2 separate regions of the Mus musculus genome follow, and region 1 is linked to region 2. The links are chromatin contacts, called in public HiChIP or PLAC-seq maps. All regions are on one chromosome and are shown on one strand. The core of a region is the stretch at or near the end of the contact, and the rest is flanking DNA. Distances in the headings are between cores, read along the strand shown.

Region 1 (6,933 bases), core at 637-3,136, 240 kb after region 2:
AGGTCAGGGCATTTTGGTGCTACTGTCAGGCAGAGAGCCCCTAAGAGATAAATTTTCAGGTTTGAGAAGCCATCAGTCAGTTGAAATTCAGACCTTAATATTAGATATATATTGACTCGAAGTGGGGGTCCCTTGATCCAGCATCTACCTTACCCTCTTCTGTCAGACATCACTCCTTTCAACCTCCACTCTGCCAACCTTCCAGGGTGCCCTACACCAAGGCAGGCCCTGAAGCCCATAGTTTCAGATCTGGGTGCCTCCCCGACTCCTACCCCATAGGCCAGTGGTGTGAGCCTCCTATCTGGTGGGGTTCTGGGGCAGGAGTACAGCTGACACTAATCCTGGTCACCAGCCACTCCTCTGGACTACTCAGGGGCACAGAGATGGGTGGAGCCTAGAGTAATCTGGCCCTGCCCTCTTCAGTTATCCCACAGGAGCCCATTGAGAAGGAAGTCTCTGCTCTTGCCCGGACAATTTGGTTCAGCCTCTGAGAAAAATCCCAGCAACCAACTGGTTTAAAATAAAACCGAGAAAGAAGCTGGGGCACCTGGGCTTTTCACTGGTTGCCCTGCAGCCAGCCCCGCAGGTTGCCACGCCGTTCACTTGTAGGAACATCACCTGCCTCTTCCTGTGGCTCCAGAGTGCCCAGTGTCTGTCACCTGGCAGTGCTGTCAGTCAGGCGGAGTTCATACTACGGACCATTGATCGCTTGGTGCTCCCAGCCCTGTGGAAGCGCGGGTACAGTGCAGAGTGTACTGATGGGCTGTCATATACCATGGCCCAGCATGGCTGGTAACTTAGAGTTATCTGAGAACCTGAAGCCGAGGAATTTCGTGCCTGAAGCCAGGTTAAGGAGGTCCTTTTCCAGCGCCACGTGGCGTGCAGGTCCGCCCAAAGCCTACGCTGGGCCTTGGTTCAGGGACCCTCAGCTCAGGAGATGGGTAAGGTGTCCTTGCCATTGCCATCCCACCACTGCCTTTGTTGTGGTCTGCTGAGAAGAGGCTAGACAGGCAAGGGCGGTGGGAAAGCAGCCATGGATCCGGCAGAGTGTGACCAGCTCCCGCCCTGGCATACCTGGGACCACACTGAACCCTGGGGAGTGAACAGCTCCGTTTTGCGAATGGTGCGGAGGTCCACTGGCCAGGAACTTAAGGAAAAGGGTTTGTTCTTGTGCGAACTACATCCAGTCATGTGAGGACAGCCATTTGGGCCACCGAGACCCTGGCCGAAAGGGTTATTTGTGTGGTTTATGCTCCTGCCCGTGCTGGGGCAAAGAAGTGTAGCTTAGAAACTGAGATGGGGACTTCGCTGACTTGGGGGGAGGGGCGGGAGACTCTGGAATGACTTCTTTCTAGAAGCTCTCCTGTGGGGTGGGCGGGAGTGAAAAGAGGAGGGGACCCGGGAGGAAGCCAAGAGGAGGAAGGGAAGGGTTCCACAGCTTTCCCCTGTGCAGGATCTTCTATGCTGCTGGCTCGCAGCAGCCAAGGGTGTCGCCCACTCAGTCCTGGGAGAGGTGTCCACGTTCCTGCTCCGGGTCTCCTGCTCCCCTCCCAAAGGTCCCCTCTGCCAGGCCTTGGAGCCCCCTCCCTTCCTCTCTTCCATCCATTACTGAAGTCCAGGAACCTCCTGGGTCCAGAGCCAAGCAGAACCAAGCCGCGCATCCAGGCAGGAAATCCCGGCGTCTTTTCTCATTTAACCCGCGTTTCCATTAACTCGGTCCCAGCGCCCGCTAATCCGCGCACCGAAGGCAAAAGCAGGCTAATTAATGACCAGCTTTTCCAGTCAAGACTAGCGATAATTGCTTTGGTGGCCTTTATGATTACAAGATAAAAATGGGCCCGGCCTGACATAAGAGACACTGTGTACACTCAGAGACTGGAGGAAACGAAGAGTTGGGAGGCTGAAAGCGGAGCAGAAAATTACTAATAGAAGAGAGATAATGAATAGGCCGGCCAGGCATTCATGGGGAAAAATCCATTTTGTTACCACGCGAAATTAGGTGGCGGAAAGGAGTTTGCTAATTGTTCTCCTCTTGTAGCAACCAGGACGGAGGCAGGGGCGTGCTCTTCCATTCATTTCCCGAGTAATTGTGGGGGTTGCTGGCCGGGAGTCGTGGGCGATTTGCCTGCGGCCCTTCCATTTTCCTGTGGCGTGTTTAATTGTTGCTAATACACCTCCTAATAAAGCTAATGAGGGGGGCGCTGTCTGGCTATCTGCCCTGGATTTGAGTGACAGAGAGGATTTTCTCACCTATTCCCCCAAGATGCAAAGTGAACTTCCCAATCATCTATTTCCAAAGACCTTGTCCCCTTTGAAGGAACAATACTCAGGTACCAGTAGTTGGAGTCTGTGCTTATAGAGAGTGACTAGAGCTGGTTGCATTAACCCACAGAATGTCTTCTAGAGAAGAAGCCATGTCCCAGAGCTATGATGACTCTGGCCAGTGCATTCTACTGATACTGGGGACTATTTAGTTCTGTTAATATTTTACCCACCTCCTGCCAAGCATGTGCTGGATTACATGCTCTGGACAAAATCTGTATCTGATTAGGAATGATGTACACTTCGTTTTACTTAAAGCAGCAAGTTGGGTACCAAATACTTTACATTATTAAGTTTGAAGAACAGCCACTATTGGGGTTACTCTTGACTTCTGCTTAATAGAAATTCGGTCTGGAGGTATGGTGTTGGAACTTCTTTGCACGTGTGTCCCTGCACAGCCCCCTCATGTTGAGGCTGCACTAAGTCTGGAGGGGGTGTGCTGCTGGAGTCAAGGTCCCCTGAGTAGTAACCTGTTCTCCTCCCTCTTCTCCTCCTCCTGCAGAAGGGAAAGCTCAAACTCCTGCCGCATCAGGAAGAGCAAGAGGACTCTACCAAGTTCATTTTGCTCACCTTCCTCTCCATTGCCTGCATCCTGGGGGTTCTCCTGGCTTCCAGCCTTGCCTACTGCCTCCGCCACAACTCACACTACAAGCTGAAGGACAAGTTGTCTGGACTAGGCGCTGACCCCAGTGCAGATGCCACTGAAGCCTACCAGGTAAAAATAAACTTTTCAAAGTTTTCTCCTTGGATTTGCCAAACTTGATTTGAGAGTGAAGGAGGAGGGCAGTCTGTCCCCTCTCTCACCCTCTATACTCCCTCATGAAGTCACAGTACAGGCTCTTTTATGATGACAATTTGAAACTTCTCATTAGCATTCATGTAAATACCTTGCAACCACAATTTTATGGCTCTGTATTAATCTTACACCGTTTCTGGGTAGTCTTACATTAGCTGTAGAAAGTGGGTTGCTAATTAGAAATGTGGAAAAAGTACAGTACATGAATTATGCATTGTCTGTTATCTTAATCTGGTCACTATTAATGAAACACGCCACAGTTGCAAGATGGATTGGCTGTGTAGATGTGTGAAGATGGCTCTTAAATCATCAACTTCCTTGGGGGTCTTATAGGAAGGGATCTTTTGACCTGATCTGTTGCCACCCTCTGCTATTGTTTGGATAAAGTGAAACCTAATACTGATAAATGGAATGTAGAGTGCATATGTCTTCATGAGTCAGCAGTGGCAGCTGTGTGCTATGTGTGCTAGAAACACAGACAGGCACCCAACGTGCCTGGAAGGAGAACAGAAGCCTGGAGAAGTGTGAGTGCCAGAGTCAAAACACAAGGGGCATAATCAACAGTTTCGTAATGAATGACTTGCTAAAATGAAACTGTGACTCCACTCAGCAGCAACGCAAGCCCAAAATATATAGAAGTCAGGGAGTTCAAATTTTTAATATAAAATATCATTTAACTCTAAATGTATTATTCTATTTAGGGTTATAAAATTACTTACTTGATTGCTACATTTAAAAATTTAATCAATATGCAGTTTAAGGTTTTCTCCAATTTATTGAATCTTTTGTCTTTTCTAACCACATGTCTGTGGTGTCTAATGTCTTATCAGTAATTCACATCACACAGTATATAAAGCAAATGCTGTCTGATCTGTTCTTGAAGTTACTTCAGCAAGCTCTCGGGCTCTCTCAGGACGGGCAGTGACTGTCCAGGCGTCACCCTCAGCTGGTCTGAGCTGGCTGCCCCTTGCTCTGTGGTTGTTCTGCATCCGCCACATATGGCTAGTTGAGAAGAATGTATAAAGCCCCTTTGCTTAAAAGAGATGAGGAGACAGCTTTTGGTCCTGTTTCAAAATTCTTATCATCATCACTGAATGGAGAAAACCTCTGGTTTTCTGAAGGAGGGTCACACGCCTGGTCAGGATGATCTTTTTCTTATAAAGAAATGGCAACTTCAAATGAATTGAGGATGGTATTTCAGGCACATGGCACATAGCTTTGCTTCAAAGCCAAAGGGGGGGGGGGGAAGACGTTTGAAGAAGCAGCCTGGAAAAAAATGTCACATAAACTAGTAAGAATTTACCCAGAAATTCTATTGAGCAAGACCATCAATACAGGATGCTAGGTCCTCAGGGCCAAGCAAGTGTCAGAGCATAAATAAATAATCACACCCCTCACTCCTCAGTCCTGTGTGTGAGAGACAGAGATCATAAGGACGGAGGCTTCCGTAAAGCATGGCATCCTTTGATACACTTTGAAATTCAAATATAAAATATTGATAGAATGAAAGGTTGGACTCGCATGCAGAAATGACTAATTTTTATAAGATTGTGGGTAGAAAAATGCATACTTATGACTGAGTTTGTGATAATTAACAACAACAAAAGGGGGAAAAAAAACTCTTCCCGGTGACAGCTCTAATTAATAGTATCTGTGATTAAAATCATGTCCTTGCAGCAAGAAAACTGTTTGAATTTCTTAGAGTGACCTTTTTGTGTTCCTCCTGGGGGCATGGTGGTTAAGTTGATATTGATTTTATAATGAGCTCTGGTTTGTTTAATAAGAATCTGTAATCCCGACAATAAATGAAATGTGTGCTTTTCTTCAATCCAGAGTAATAAAAAAGAAAAGATGAGGGAAAGTTTTTCTTCAAAAATAGGATCTAGAAAAAAGTTGGAAGTGAAATGACTGGGCTTATTTCTGAAGTCATTGACCAGTGTCATTATACCAAGTTTCCCTGATAAGATGGGGTCTGCTCTCATCCAACCAGCAGGCTCCTTGGAAGGACCTGGGAGACTTCTCCTGTGCTCTGCCATTCATGCAGGGCAGTCTTGTTGCTTTGGCTTGTTTTCAGCAGGCCAGGCCGCAGCACATGGTGATCACGTGGTTGTCAGCTTTGGGTTTAGCTGGGTGCATTGAAAGCTCACAGCTGTGGTTACTCAAGGCTTCTCTGGAAATAAGAAGCACTGTATTTGTCTATGTGGTCTTATGGCGTTGGGTTTTCCATTGTTGTCATTGAAACAACCTTCATGTTTTAAAATCTTCTTTTTAAGCCAAAAGAGCAAAGCTGAGAAGCCTGTGAGATGGCTCAGCTAGTGAAAGTCCCTATTTCCAGAATCCACATGGTGGAAGGGAAAAAAAAACTCCCACAAGTTATCCTCTGACCCCCACACACACCATATGGCGAGATCGCTTGATAAATAAATGTAATTAAAAAAAAAACCCTATAACATGCAACTACAAATTTCAGGGATAGGATCTTCTTGAATGAATGTACCTACTACTAAATCTTTGTGTGTGAGAATGTACCTCAGTGGTACCTTTTGCCTACCATAGATTTAATTACCAATTCATATATTATATATGAATATATAATATGTATATACTTTATGCTTCCATATTTGCTTATTGTGTCATTGAGACTGTGATTGGAGTTTGTCACACTTTTCTTCAGTGATCACAGGGACAAATGAATACTTTGCCATTGTGTTTTTTGTTGTTATTGTTTTGTTTTTTTGTGGGGACGTGACAGAAGAATAGTTCATTATTTTAAGTTTATAAAGGGGGAAAACGTTATGCTGTGAGTGGGTTGAAAGTTACCCAGGGATGTTCATAGATGGCAGAACACTATGTGTGGTTACCAACAGAATGTAATGTTACCTTGGAAGTGAAAGAGCTACATGCTTGTGTAGTGAGAACACAGCAGAGTACAGGTGTTCTGACTGTGAAGAAAGGGGAGGGAGGCATAGAGATTAAGATGCTGTGGGCTCCGCATATAACCTCTGGCTGTTACTTGCCTTTCTTCACCTAGCCCCCAAAGAGATTCCTCATGGTAGACAGCACCAGGGCCAGTGTGGCAGTAGGATCTTCTCAACAGGAACTGGGAGACTCCTCCTGTGCTCTGCCCTTCATGCAGCACCTTTGAGGCATAGGTGTAAACTCCACCACTGCCAGCCAGGCACATAACCATGTGCCATGGGCTATGAATGACCATCTTGAAATGGCCTCAAAGCAGTCTTGAATATGAATAAGACCCTTGAAAACATCTCTAAGCATGTTCACCTTTTCTTCTCCTGTATTTGTATGTATATGTTGATGCCCCATGGGTGAACAAGAGGGGGAGCGGAGAGAGAAAAAGAAAGGGGGAAGAGAGAGAGAAAGAGAGGGGGAGGGAGGGAGGCAGAAAGAAAGGAGAAGGAGGGAGAAGGGAAAGAGGGGAGGAAGGGATGGAGAGAGAGTGGGTGGGGGGTGCCACACGTGTGTTGGAGCCCACAGAAGCCAGAAGAGGGTATTAGATTCCTAGGAGCTAGAACAGCTGTAGGTGGCTGTGAGCCACCCAGTATAGATGCTGGGAAACAAATTCTGGCTATCTGAAAAAGCAGGGAGCTCTCTCAACTTTAATAATACATGTAATAAATAGATAAATCTTTTTAAAGATTTATCTATTTATTACATGTAAGTACACTGTAGCTGTCTTCAGACCCTCCAGAAGAGGGAGTCAGATCTCATTACGGATGGTTGTGAGCCACCATGTGGTTGCTGGGATTTGAACTTGGGACCTTCGGAAGAGCAGTCGGGTGCTCTTACCCACTGAG
Region 2 (6,757 bases), core at 370-2,869:
AAATGAAAGGAAGCACATTTGTATGCATCTCTCTGGAACATGCCTATTATGGCTAAATGCTTTTCTTTTACTGCTTTAAACAAGTTTAATCCCTTTAGTGTGTTTCAATAAAACACACCAGGAAAAGATGTCTTTTCACTTTGCATGATATCTGTCCCTCCTCATGATGGCCCACATTTGATAGGAGATGCTCAAGTTGGTCTTAAATGTCTTTTCTACCTATCAAATACACTGTTCCTGTCTTTTCTATTCTCTGCTGAATGTCAAGAGGCGCCTCTGCTGCAGCAACCCACCTGGACTCGGCTGCAGGCTCTCCATGTCCTGTCAGTTTCTTGTTCCTGTCTACTCTAGTTGAAAGGGTTTTGTATAGTTTCCTTTGCTTTTCAATCCCATCTTGGCATTCAGTAGTGCAAAGTTTGCCTTTGAATATCCTTCATGGGTACCTGAAGGTCTCCCAGACTCAAAACCATCACAGCTGAGTTAATGTAACCCACTCATACTGACACCACTAGAGATGGAGAAGATAACCCCCACCAAGAGATGTTGGTGTGCACAGTAGCCTGTAGGCTAGTTTCTAGGAACTGGAGAGATTGGCTTGGGATCCAGGTAGCGTGGAGTCTTCTTCTGTCCCCAGGAAGATAACACAGGGATGGAGCCCAGTTGAGATGCAGATCTAAGTCTCTTCAGGCAAAAATGTGCACAAAACCCTGTGAGTCATTCTTAATGTAAATAGCCAAGCACATCATGGCCTCAGAGAAAGCAGAGGGCTCGAAAGGTGGCGAATGACTGCCACTTGTCACATGCAAGCGGGCACATGCAAGGGCAGAGTAATGACGAGCAGGAAACCTTTGCTTCCCCTGGAGGCCATTGCAGAGGCTGTAGACGTTCACATCCCATGAAGTCATCCATAAAGTCACAGTCACTGCTTTCTAAGAAATCCAATTAAAGCTTTCTATTTTTCTTTAACTTTCCCAATCCAATATTCATAGGTGGGTCTTTTGCTCTTTTCTAAAGAGAGGTTTGAATGAAGGATGAATTAAATAGCGTGTCAAAGAAGACCACTCCTGATAATGCCATGCATAATAAACATTAACACGCATTTTGAAAAAAAAATTTTCCTCCAGTAGCAGTCTTTGCCATATTAATTTAATCCTGCTGTCTAAGATAATGCAATCGCTTTGAAACAGTCTCGACTTGGGTGCACAGGGACTTTCTGGAGCAGAGGCCAAATTTCCGTCACCTGATGAGCTAATTGGACGTGGCAGCCTCCTGCGCAGATGGCCTCCCTTGTCAATAGCTTCTTGCCGGAGACAAAGAGAGACAAATGTCTATATCCACCATCCCTCAAGCACGAGCCCCCTGCCTCCCACGCCCAATGCCATCAGGTAGTTGCCGTACATTTCCATCCAGGCTTTTGTGCGGGTGCTAGATGAGCTTGCAGAGCCATTACAGATGCGCCAGCCAGGCCTGCTTGTTTAAGTACAGTGTGTGTTTTGACGTGTAAATTTACATGAGGCATATTTAATCAGTCACAATGATATGCTAATTGGATTCCTATGTGAACTGAATAAAAAGCGTGCTCGAAGAAAGATGAAGTGAACTTGCTACCAGCTGGGACACTTTATAATCAGTGCCGTGCGTCATTGAATGCCAGAGGGAGGGGCAGGTGTCTGCCAGGAAGGCACAATGGAGGAAATCCTGTTCTATGGGAATTCAGATCCGTGAAGCAGACGGCAATTTTTACTTGCAGTTACTACAGAAAGGTCCTCAGTGCTCCTCACACCGTAGACAGTAAGGGGCTCCATACACTGTACATGTCTAACCCTAACCGGAATGGGGCGGCGGCTGGGGAGCAGACTGTGTCTTTCTAATACTGGTTCTCACATGGGTAGAGTAAGGAACCACACTTCTCCAGCAAAGTCTTACCCTTGAGCATTAACTGCCAAGCTCAGAGCTCTGTGGGGCCAGGCAGGGCAGCATTCACACACACACACACACACACACACACCTTAATCCCACATCACACACTGTAGCATTGATAGCCTCTGGTTTCTCTGGCATGCTCAGGAAGCCAGGCATTGTTATCGTTAGTCAGAAGGTAATGAGACACAAGCATCCAGGCCACCCCAGCCCCTATAGTGTGCTGGCACTTCATACCGGGTTGAGTTAGTCACATGGTCTTGGGCACGTGCTTCCTGTACCTGAGCATCTGGAAGAACAGTGGGTAGGTGAAGGACTCCAAGTGAGACAGTGGTGAAGACAAGGATCCCGCATAACTGGTACCGAAATGATGGAGCTGGAGACTCTGGTACTGCAGATGGCTACTTGCATTCTCATGCTTGTGTGTGTGTGCAGAGTGGGGTGAGGGCATAGTTTCCAGTGCACTCAGCAAGTCCTGGATGGGGAACAGGTAGGGTGAGCTAGCAGAAGGGATGGAGTGACCTGGGCCTGAACTGAACCTGGCCCTTCTGTAGAGAAAGCAGGTCCTGCTGATCCTGAAACACTGCCACAGAGAAGGGATGGCTGTGAGGACCCGGTACCTTGGAGGGTGTGCAGTTCTCAGAACTCTGGAAGCCACTGCAGACAAGTTGAGAGGGTATGAGTCTCAGAGGGCTTAAGAAAAAGATTCCAGAGGAGTGTCTGCGAGCCTCCCTGGAACACGGCTGGGACTCCAACAGTAACCAGAGAAGTTCGCAGAGGGTTCCAATGGAGATTTTTGCCGTGTAAAACACTAAAATTGAAAAGTTGAAGCTGAGGCTGTTTTATTTATGATGATAAAGCTGGAGGACACCAGACCAAAGGCACCTTGAAGGAGACAGTTCCCACAAGTATTTTTGGTGTGTAATAGGCTGAAGGTTTTGTCCATGTCTGTATTATTCTTTATGTATTGTTATACTCTAATATTGTTCTTTTTATTTTTTTTAATTTAAAGAACCATTGTTTTAAAACATTAAAATCCCACGAAATTCACTAGCTGTGTCTTCTCTTTTCAGAGTAGCTCTAGCCACAGTATTTAAACAGTGGCCCTTCTTCAGTCCACTTAGAAAGTATTCTAGCTTAGGCATCTTTCCAGAAATATGCTATCTCAGTAAATGCGTTTCTGTTACTCTTCATGATTGTCTTAACAAAATGAGGCTCATTAGCAATAGGTTGTGTTCCTAGATAAGCCTGTTCCTCTTTGAGCTCTTCCAAGACCTAAAGGTGATAACTCCAGCATAGCAATTATCAACCACCATGTGCCCCTCACGGCATCCTTTGAGGGCCATCTGGCTGGCGTGGTAGACAACCATGAAGGTGGGGCTCTGTCTCTCAAAGAATTTAGACTTAAAGATCTATGAGGGCTCGAGTAAGTCCAGGCTTGAGCCTTCAGCGCAGGTGCTGCGGGGAGCTACAATCCCATGAAGACTAGCGAGAGCAGATGAATGGAGGTAGAGAGAGAAAAGAGGTCCTCATCCCTTCAGATGTCACAAGGAGCTGAGGCTGAGGTGGCTGGGAAAATGAGGACAGCTGCATAGCCAAGAGGCTGGTTCAGTGCTTCAGGCCAATCTTCTGGGGAGAGATATAGTGATGGGCAAGACTTAGTAGGAGGACTGGGAAGGGAAGAGGTGGGAAAAGAGGCTCTGGCTCACAGGTCTGGCCATCTTTTTAAAATGTCAGTTTCCATGTCCATGAAACAATCATGATAGTTTCTACTTCTGATTCCATCCAATCCAGGATGACTCAGATACAGTTCATGATGATTGAAAAATAGCTGCTAGACGATTGAAAAATAGCTGCTAGACACATGTAGGCAGTCACTATTAATATTTTCAATGAGTAGAATGTGAATAGTTGAATTTCCGATTCACTCTTTATCCATAGAAGCTTAAGTGTGATCCCTGAGACACACAGAAGTATCTAGTGATGGGTATTAAATCAGAATAAAACTACATAGTCAAATAGAGTGAAGTTGGCACCCAGGAACTCAGCTCAACAAAGTGAACACAGCTGTGATGATGACGATGATGATAATGGTGGTGGTGGTTGTTGATGGTTGTAGTGGTGATGGCGGTGTGGTAGTGGTTGTTGGTGGTAGCGGTGATGATTGGTGATGCTGACAGTGATGATGGTGATGAAGAGGATAATGGTGAGAGTGTGGTGATTGATGGTGATGCTATTGTTGATGGTGATTTCATGACACAGACAATAACCACGGTGATGGTGGTGAGTATGGTCATGATGGTGATAACAATGAGAATGGTATGAATGGTAAGATAGTGATTATGATGCTAAGGATAAAATGGTGCTTATGGCAATGTTGAAGTAGTGGTGTTGAAGGTAATGGTGATGGCTACAGTGTTGCTGCTGATGGTAGGAGTGGGGGTGATGGTCAGGTGAGCTCCTGAAGACTGTTCTTTTCGGAAGTGCAAATGATTTAGACTAAGTTTTAAGATCTTCTGCTTAGTTGAAATGAGGATACACATACCATAGTGATTCCTGGATTGTACAAGTTTCCAGTAAGGTGTAGAGACTTCAAGCAGGGATGAGGGTCAGCATCTGTAGATGGTGGGCAGGACACTCACTGTTCCCTCCTGTTACTCCTCTGTGTTGCTTTTCCCTTGCCTCATGAAATGTGTACGTAGATACAGCCCTTCTGTTTCCAGTGCCAATCAACCACCTTCTCCTTAACCAGAGTCTGCTTCGGACATTTCCTCAGTGGTTAGCACGTGAAATTATAGAATTCAAATGAAGTTATTTCAAATTTTCTTATCATAAGCACTTCATGGGGTTGCTTTGAGGGTTAATTAATTTTATGAAAATGTGCATGCTGTGATGTACCGAGTAAGCATGAGGTTTCTGTCCCTGTGGGTGGCCTGTGACCTGGCCATTCATCCTCTTTTAAAGTCATATGCACAGAGGAGGGATTCGGCAGGTCCTTCTGAGTGGGGATTCTGAGCCACCTGTGTGACTTTGGGTGTGTTTCATATGCCTCGGTGGCTGTGAGGGTCCTCTCTGACGCTGCAGTAGTTCTCAGAAGCCTGCGACTGAAGAGATGTTTGCTGTTTGCTGCTGTGCTCCGGCCAAGGACAAGCTCATGAGCAGGCTTATGAATGTCAAACAACACTGAAGCAGACCTACCGCCTGTTGGAAATGCGCCTGTTTGTACAGACCTTATTCTCAGCCATGTCAGCTTCCTGCAGGGTACTTCCTCCCGTGTGCAGCTTGGTTTGGGAAATGGTAACCATGGTAAGCCCTGCCCTTGAGAAAGCTGGTCACTTTCTAAAGCCAGGCAACCAGAATGTAAGTATTGCTGGCATCTGACCTCTCTCCTGATCCCACAGCAGAGGACATTGCCACCCAAGGCACTTCTCTGACCACGTAATTAATTAAGTCTCTTCAATTGCATACTAGCTTCACCTAGGAGCTATTTAACTGAACCAGGCCTCATCCCTCCACATTTCTGCCTCTGACTGTGAGCAGCCAGCTGTCTGGTGTACTGGGAGATTCAGTCTTTATACATGCATTTAATTTTTTTTTCCAGAGGAGTGTAGAATTTATAAACGGGAAAACTGACAGTCCTCACTTTAAATAAGGACAGCGGTCTGCAAGTTAGCAGGTGATTTGTAAAAGCTGTTTTCCAGTTACATGAGCTAGAAATATCTAGAAAAGTACCCTCTTCCTCAGCAGGACGACAGATGCTTCATCATTGTGGCTCTGGGCGTGGGAAAAGGTCAGCTGGGAAGTTTCACTAATCCGTTCTTAGTGAGCACCTACTGCGTTCTCGGGATGGCTCCCATAGCAAACGGGAACCTTCAATGCCTCTGTCCTTTAGAAGTCTTCACTGGAGACGAAAGAGTAACAACCACAGCAAGGAACATGCTATGAAGAGGAGGAGCCCAGGGACAACAGAAATAAACAGTGTGTTATACAGCTGGTAACTCTATCCCTGCCCTCACTCCCAGGACTGGGGATTGAACCTGGAGCCAGGCAAGCACTATATCATAGAGCTACATTCCCTGCCCTTCTATTTTTATTCTCTTTTATTCTTTTATTCAACGAAGAGTCTCTCTTCGTTGCCCAGACTGGCTTCACTATGTAGCCCAAACTGACCTGGAACTTGAGATCCTCCTGCCTCATCCTTCCAACTGCTGGGGTTCTAGGCTAGGCCACCTTACCCATCTTGTCCTTTTTTTGTAGCTAATGATTCACATTTGTCAGAGTTTTCCCCACTCCCCAGTATGCTATAAAGAACAAAGAACTACCCAAGCATGTGGGAAAGCTGACCTTGAATCTCTGGCACATTCTGTTTTGCTTCATAACCAGAAATTTTCATCAGGGCTGACCATTATCAGTGCTACAGACTAGTAAACCTCCTGGCATGATTGCTGAGCTTCTGGTCATTGGGTGCCATTTCCACCGGTGTTTTGACTGACATTTAGAAATCCATTCAGTGGTTCTTTTGTGCATATAGGCTACACATAATATTTTGATGTGCAGTAGCCTCCTGGTTGGTCTCATTCCCAGTCAGCTCTCCAGAACAATTTACAGGCCATGTGTCCAGTCTCAGAATCACATAAACCCTCACTTCACGTTGTGAATCCAAATCCCATGCAGAAGCCTTAGTCTTACCTTCCAAGGTCCCTTGTTTCCTCACTTAGACATGTAGGAACTCAAGACATCCTGTCCCAGGTCAGTCACTAGATTTCTGGGGCCTAACAGCCATAGTTTCCCTCAGTTCTCCTGCCCCAGTGGCCCTGACTCTAAGGAAGACATGAGG

The links. HiChIP or PLAC-seq counts read pairs in DNA pulled down with a chosen protein or histone mark.
Region 1: an H3K4me3 HiChIP or PLAC-seq map of embryonic forebrain shows a contact between it and region 2, with 4 times the contacts expected there. The contact joins two enhancer-like sites. A contact is called at or near these places in 5 of 115 datasets of contacts at active chromatin or transcription factors (embryonic basal ganglia, embryonic forebrain, embryonic hindbrain and 2 more).

The regions. Positions count from the first base shown.
Region 1 is chr12:117,158,770-117,165,702 of GRCm38.p6, forward strand. It overlaps Ptprn2 (protein tyrosine phosphatase, receptor type, N polypeptide 2), which reads left to right. Exons shown (of 23, transcript NM_011215.2): 13 at 2,825-3,037. Among named protein-coding and RNA genes, the nearest start is that of Gm10421, 11 kb to the left of the region's middle. Within about 2 kb of position 1,887, at least 25 of the 459 cell types and tissues checked have an H3K27ac peak or open chromatin away from gene starts, as enhancers often do. A contact at or near this core is called in embryonic basal ganglia and embryonic forebrain, where this site is marked.
Region 2 is chr12:116,918,527-116,925,283 of GRCm38.p6, forward strand. The region is part of intron 11 of Ptprn2 (protein tyrosine phosphatase, receptor type, N polypeptide 2); the gene reads left to right. Among named protein-coding and RNA genes, the nearest start is that of Gm31336, 160 kb to the left of the region's middle. Within about 2 kb of position 1,620, at least 37 of the 459 cell types and tissues checked have an H3K27ac peak or open chromatin away from gene starts, as enhancers often do. A contact at or near this core is called in embryonic basal ganglia and embryonic forebrain, where this site is marked.